Regions from separate parts of the Ovis aries genome. Here region 2 is linked to region 1. The links are chromatin contacts, called in public Hi-C maps. All regions are on one chromosome and are shown on one strand. Each heading gives the region's core, a stretch centred on a gene start, on an enhancer-like site or on the middle of the called end of the contact. The rest is flanking DNA. Distances are from core to core; before and after follow the strand shown. Region 1 has its middle 80 kb from the start of ZNF281. Region 2 holds the start of ZNF281 (zinc finger protein 281).

Region 1 (2,929 bases), core at 218-2,717:
TGAAATTTCTCCATCAGAGAGTCTTTAGAAAGTGAGAGAGAAGCATTTTTTTAGATCACACTTTTTATTTTGTATTGGAGTATAGCTGATTAACAATGTTGTGACAGTTTCAGGTGGACGGCAAAGGGACTTAAAACACTTAACAAATCGCGTTTAGATAACCCTTCCCACCCAAGGCTCCCACTAGGACCCTTTCTCTGCACGCCTCCCCACACACACATTAAGGCACAACAGGTGACGTGACTATAACTAAGAAATTATGCATTGAATTTGTCTCATGTTCCTCTCAACACTGAGTGGAAAAAAAATAGATGCTCCATAAATACTAATCAATTGGTTAATTAACTGATCAGCTGATGCCCCTTCTAAAGTTATTTATTATCCAAGAGAACCTGGACTTTAACCACTTTGTTCCTGTTTGACCCCCAGGAGATTATTTTCTATTTCAAAGGAGTCTCACAGTTTAAACTGGACTGTGAAAAATGAACCAGAACATGCAGGCAGATACTTCTCAGAATCTATTCCACCCACAAAATTTGCATTACGTCTGATGGTATTTGTCAAACGCCCTCAAGCCCTTCCTATTTATCATCCTCTCCCAGAATAGCTGGAATCCATGCATATTTGCTTTCTGTCCCCTAATAATTATGAATTTTATGGAAACTTCTTAAAGGAATGGAAATGATAGGCAAAAATAGATTCATCTCAGCCCACCAAATGATTGCTTTTAAAGATATAAACAAGCTTAATTTCATCACTAAGAACTACAGGTTATCACATCACATATACCATTAAACAAGTGAGTTTGCCTTGAGAAAGTTCACTGTGCTCAGCTATATGAAACCTAGCATCTGCTTCCTTAAATACTCATATTTGAATTGGCTAGATATGTTTAAAGTAGAAAATGTTATCCAGTGGGGATCTGGTTAAGAATTTGCAAGCAAAGATCCCTGCGTCTCATACTTTCACAGAAAATGAAAGTGATACTTAACTATCAAAATAAAAACCCTCTGAATCTACCTACATGAGGCAACTTCCCCTTTTTCTGTTATTTTTAACCCCCACGAAGTGGAAGAACTGAAAGAGATCTTTCGGTGCTGATGCAAAGAAACTGGTCTTTTTCTGTTCAGAAGTCATTTCTTCAGGCGGTTTATAGCATCTTTGAACAATGATACTTTGTGGTAAAATTAAGTGCTAATCATAACTTGGGAAATTATCATCAGTTTTATAAGTACTTTTGATTCTGCCAATGATTGAGGTCTGTGCATTTCTGGCGTGGTGCTCAACACCCCAAGAAACATTTACCAAATGTTGTCTTTGGATGTTTGTGACCTTTAAAACCCCAGGCTGCCCCTTCAGCCTTGCTCTCCTCCTCCAGGGATGGAGGCCCCATATCCACAGTCTGTGCAAGCGGAGGCGAGGTTACAGACAGGCTCTCCTTTCACAGGGCTTCTCTCCGGGAAAATGGGGCCGCTGCAGGCTGCCGTTTACCCTGCCACCTCTCGGCCTTACCAGAAACGACACCTCCATGCAGAACCGTGTCGCATGCTGCCTCCCCGTGCTATTCATGCTTTTACGTGAGGGGAAGGGAGCTCAGAGACCCTCCTGGAGAGAAAGCTGTGAAAGCCCTGGACCTTCTTTCTGGGGAAAAACGCGTGCACACAAAAATCCTGACCCTGAAGGCCTCCCAAGCTCCCACGCCTGAGTACGCCACACACCCAGCGGCGCAGCCTCAGGTTTTGTGCGATGACCAAAAAAACCTGCAGCGTGGAAGAAAGTGGGTGATCCGGGAGGCTCACTAGAATGCGAGATTCAGAAGGATAATTCTGATTTTCAGTTCAAAATTGGCTGTGTATTGAAAGAATTTTAAACAATAAATAAATAACCTCCATCAACCTTTCCCTGCAGCCGAGAATGTTTGAATTTCAAAGTTAATCAGTGGGAAAGGCTCACTGGGAATTCCAGGTGACATTTCCAACAGAAGCATGATGTTTTGACACCCCAGTGTTGATCTCGGAAGTCGTCCCGGAGCTGACTTTTGGGCAGGTGACAGTCTGGAGCCTGTGGTCTGATCACTGGCTTGGTTCACAGCGATGTCACCTGGTCCTGTGAACACTGTTGCCGCCCAGCCTGCTCTGCTGCCTCTGTGCTGCTCTGAATGGTGTGTGCACGCTAAGCTGTGCAGTGTGTCCCACTCTGCAACCCCATGGACCCTGGCTCACCAGGCTCCTCTGTCCATGGGGCTTCCCAGGCAAGAATACCAGAGTGGGTCCCCATGCCCTCCTCCAGGGGATCTTCCCGACCCAGGGATGGAACCCGCGTCTCCTGCATTGTCAGGCAGTTCTTTACCTCTGAGCCGCCTGGGAAGCCCCTGTTCTGAACATACCCTTTGCTTTCCTGATCTGGAGTCCTCCCCACCGCCCTGCCTCCCATTTCCCACCTAGGGAGGGGGACGCACAGTCATTAGAGCATCTGAGGAGCTGCTGGGACTCATCCAGCTGGTCTTCCTCCCTAATGGGTGATTGGCAGACACCTAAAGAGCTATCGATCCACCCGGCCGGTCCAATGCCCTGGTCTTTCTACCTGTCAGCGTGCCCAAGGTGCTGACCCAGAAACACTTGGAACCCTACACACGTCCCTTCCTCGAGACGAACACTCTCCTCAGGGGGTCTCCTGTGCCCGCTGTAGACTCGGGGAAGAAGTTATGCTTAACATCGCTGGACACAGAACCTGATGGCCCCATCTGCCCGGAGGACAAGAGGCCCTCTCAATCTGCTTTTTGTTCTCATTGAGCTTGAGTTTTATCTTTGCTTTGTTACTCTCATAGCTCTCAGGTAGCGTGTCATTCCAGCAGCATGTAGTATTTTATCCTGAAAAATAATCATCGTTATTTTATGGGTGGGAGAGAGCTTCCCCAACATGCTGTGTG
Region 2 (3,144 bases), core at 380-2,879, 80 kb after region 1:
GGGACACCATGTGTCCCACGTTCACGGAAAAGGCACTATTGCTGCTGGCGGTTGGTAGGTATCTTCTTTTCTTTGAGAACTGCATGGCATCATCGTAATTACTGCTTATCTGACCTTGTTTGCCACCTGCACTCTGGAGGAGACTAATGGTCTCCACGCTACTGTTTGACACGATGCCAAGGGAGCTGCTGGGTTTCCCGGACAAGGACTTCTGCCCAACCAGGTCTGGTAACGGTGACACAAAATTCAGGTAGTTCTTATCGGTGCTCTTCCTGCTTCCTTTCTTGAAGATCAGTTTGGGCACCCTTTTCTGGAGTTCGTCTATGCCAGGGCCAACGATGCCTCCACTGGAAGACACGGTCGGCATCTCTACGGAGTAACTCTGCATGTTTATACTGTTGGACAGGTGGGATTCACTCGCTTTCCCCGTCTTGGGCTCCTTGCTCTCAACGGCGAGGCTCTTGGACTTCGCCTTTCTCCTCGAAGAACTGGTATTTCCCTGAGACAACACAGCCAGGCTACCCGCGCTGCTGTGGCCGCCGGAGGACCCAGGGTCCGCGCTGGGCGCCCCCTTGCCCAGGGCCTCCCCGCACGTGCGCCTGTGCTTCAGCAGCCGGTCAGTCCTGGAGAAGTACTGCTGGCAAGTGTCGCATCTGTATGGCTTTTCTCCGCTGTGCGTGCGCTTGTGTCTCTCCATGTGGTACTTCTGGATGAACTTCATGCTGCACTGGTCGCAGCCGAAGGGCTTCTCGCGGCTGTGGATCTTCTCGTGCCGCTGCAGCAGGTACTTCTGGATGAAGCCCATGCTGCACTGGCCGCACTGGAAGGGCCGCTCGCCCGTGTGGATGAGGACGTGCCGGCGCAGGTGGTAGGAGCTGCGGAACGCCGCGCTGCAGTGGTCGCAGACGTGGGGCTTCTGGCTCGGGGACAGCACGGAGCCCTCCCCGTCCCCCGCCGGCGGCGGCTTGGAAGAGGCGCCCGGCTTCCTCTTGGCTTTGATTCCCTGAGATTCTGGCTTTGGCCTCTTGGCCTTCTTGACGCTCGCGTCCGGCTTGGGCTCCTCGGGGCCGCGGGGGTCGTCAGTCCGGCCGAGCAGCACGTCGCGCGGGTGCGGGTGCGGGTGCGGGGCGGGCGGCGGCGGGTGCAGGGCGCTCAGGTCCTGGATGACGCCCGCGCCGCCCCCATCCCCGCCGCCCAGCCCCGAAGCCCGCTCGTCGGCCCCCGCGAACAGCCCCCCGTAGTGGGGGTGGGGGGCGCCCGGCGGCTCGTCGGGGTCGGCCGGCTTCTCCTGCTTGATGCTGACCAGCGACTGCAGGAAGCCCCAGGAGGTCCTCTGCGCCGGGAAGGCCGCGCCGGGCGCCGCCGGCTCCTTCTTGAAAGTCACGTCCGGGGCGGGCGCCGGGGGGGGCTCGGCGGCCGGGGCCGCGGCCGGGGCGGCGGCCAGCACGCACTGCGGGGGAGGGGCGGCCGCGCCCGCCGGCCGCGCGAAGCTGGCGACCGGGGGCAGCCGGTGGTTGAACATCACCATGCCCGGCGGGAAGCTGGGCTCCATCTCCGCCCGCCCGCCGCTGCCCGCGCCGCCGCCGCCGCCGCTCAGGAACGCGCTGCCGACTTTCATGCCCCGGAGCAGGCCTGGCTGAGGAGAGGAGAGAGGAGTGGGCCGGCCGCCGGCCGCGGCGCCCCCGCCCGCCCGCCGCCGCCGCCGCCCGCGCCCCCGGCCCGCGCCCGCCCGCCGCCGCCGCCGCCGCCCGCGCCCGCGCCCCGCACTTACGGGTCCCGCCGCCGCCGCCGCCGCCGCCGCCGCCGCCGCCGCCTCCGGTTAATAAAAATAACGCCGTCCTCTCCACAATGGAATTAAAAGCCTGCGCGGCACTGCGCAGCCGCGGCGCGGAGCCTGCCGGGAGCTCGGCGACCCGGCCCGAGGGCCGCGGCGCCGGCCACCGCGCCTGCGCGGCGGCTTCCGCCCGGCCGCCTGTCAATCACGCGGGCGGTTGGGCGGAGGGAGCCCCCCGGGAGGGGAGGCCCGCGGCGGCAGGGCGCGATTGGTGGGGACGCGCGCGCCGTGCGGGCTGCGGGCTGTGCGGCTGCGCGGCGGCGGCGGAAGGCCGGAGGGGACGCGAGGCTGCGCGCGGCGGGGTCGGCCTCTCCTGTCTCTGCGGCTTGCGGGCCGGCTGTCGCAGCCGAACCCCGGCTCCGACCCGGGGAAGGCTCGGGGCGCCGTGGGTTCTGCCTGCCTTGCAGGGGGCGTCCAGTGCTCGGGGTCCGAGACGGGGCGCTTACGGCGCCCCTCCTGGGCTGGCACACTCTTTGATAATGGGCGCGGACCCTCTGCATTTGTGGGAGGGGCCCGCTTTGAAACCGCAGCGGAGAGAGGTACAGTTGCAAAAAAGGAAAAAAAAAATTGTCTTACTGCCAACCTACCTGAAGGCGACGGGAAGAGGAGACCGCGTGTAATCCAGGAGCGGCAACCTTGTAAAACACGCCCACACACACACTTCATCGTCATCAGATGTGTTTTAAATGCCCGCATACCTTCGCAGCCTGTCTAATGAGTCTGCCGGCCCTGTTGAGTTGCTGCCTGGCGGTCTGTGTTATTTACGGAAAATGGACCGCCAGGCCCCTCTAACAGCCCTCCTCCGATCCACTCTCCCTTCCCTAGTAAAGGATACTGAGAAACGCGGGCAAAATCACTATAATATGTTTTCTTAAGAGAAAATCACAAAGCGAAATCATGAAATCACAGATCAACAAAAATCGAACAAATATATATTCATTGCCTAATATACACACAAGGGAGGCACTCACATTCATGTAAAGCACGCAGAAATTTAAGACAGCAACTTTCTTAACCAAGACTATGTAAATCCCAGACTTTTTTTTTTTTTCCAAAGTAAAACCAGCCCTATGACAATAATTTCTTTCCATGGCACGTTTTAATAATGAAATTACAAGTCCATTGCTTCACTAGTCCATTGAAATTACTAGTCCATTGCTAGTATTTCTAGCCAAATAACTTCTCATGGTTAAATAAGAAATGACGTCTCATTGAAATTTCCCAATCGGAAACTTAAAAATTATTAGCTTATCCTTATGGCATCCGGTCCCATTACTTCATGGCAAATAGAAGGGGAAAAGTGGAAACAG

Evidence for each region. Hi-C and Micro-C count contacts between places; a contact is called where the count stands out from the background.
Region 2: a Hi-C map of mixed tissues shows a contact between it and region 1, with 2.8 times the contacts expected there. The contact joins the promoter of ZNF281 here to the enhancer-like site in region 1. A contact is called at or near these places in 4 of 16 Hi-C or Micro-C datasets (blood and mixed tissues).

What each region holds. Positions count from the first base shown.
Region 1 is chr12:78,484,989-78,487,917 of ARS-UI_Ramb_v3.0, forward strand. No RefSeq gene overlaps it. Among named protein-coding and RNA genes, the nearest start is that of ZNF281, 80 kb to the right of the region's middle. Within about 2 kb of position 1,468, at least 10 of the 54 cell types and tissues checked have an H3K27ac peak or open chromatin away from gene starts, as enhancers often do.
Region 2 is chr12:78,564,822-78,567,965 of ARS-UI_Ramb_v3.0, forward strand. It overlaps ZNF281 (zinc finger protein 281), which reads right to left and starts at 1,630. Exons shown (of 1, transcript XM_027976001.3): 1 at 1-1,630. The coding sequence starts at 1,618.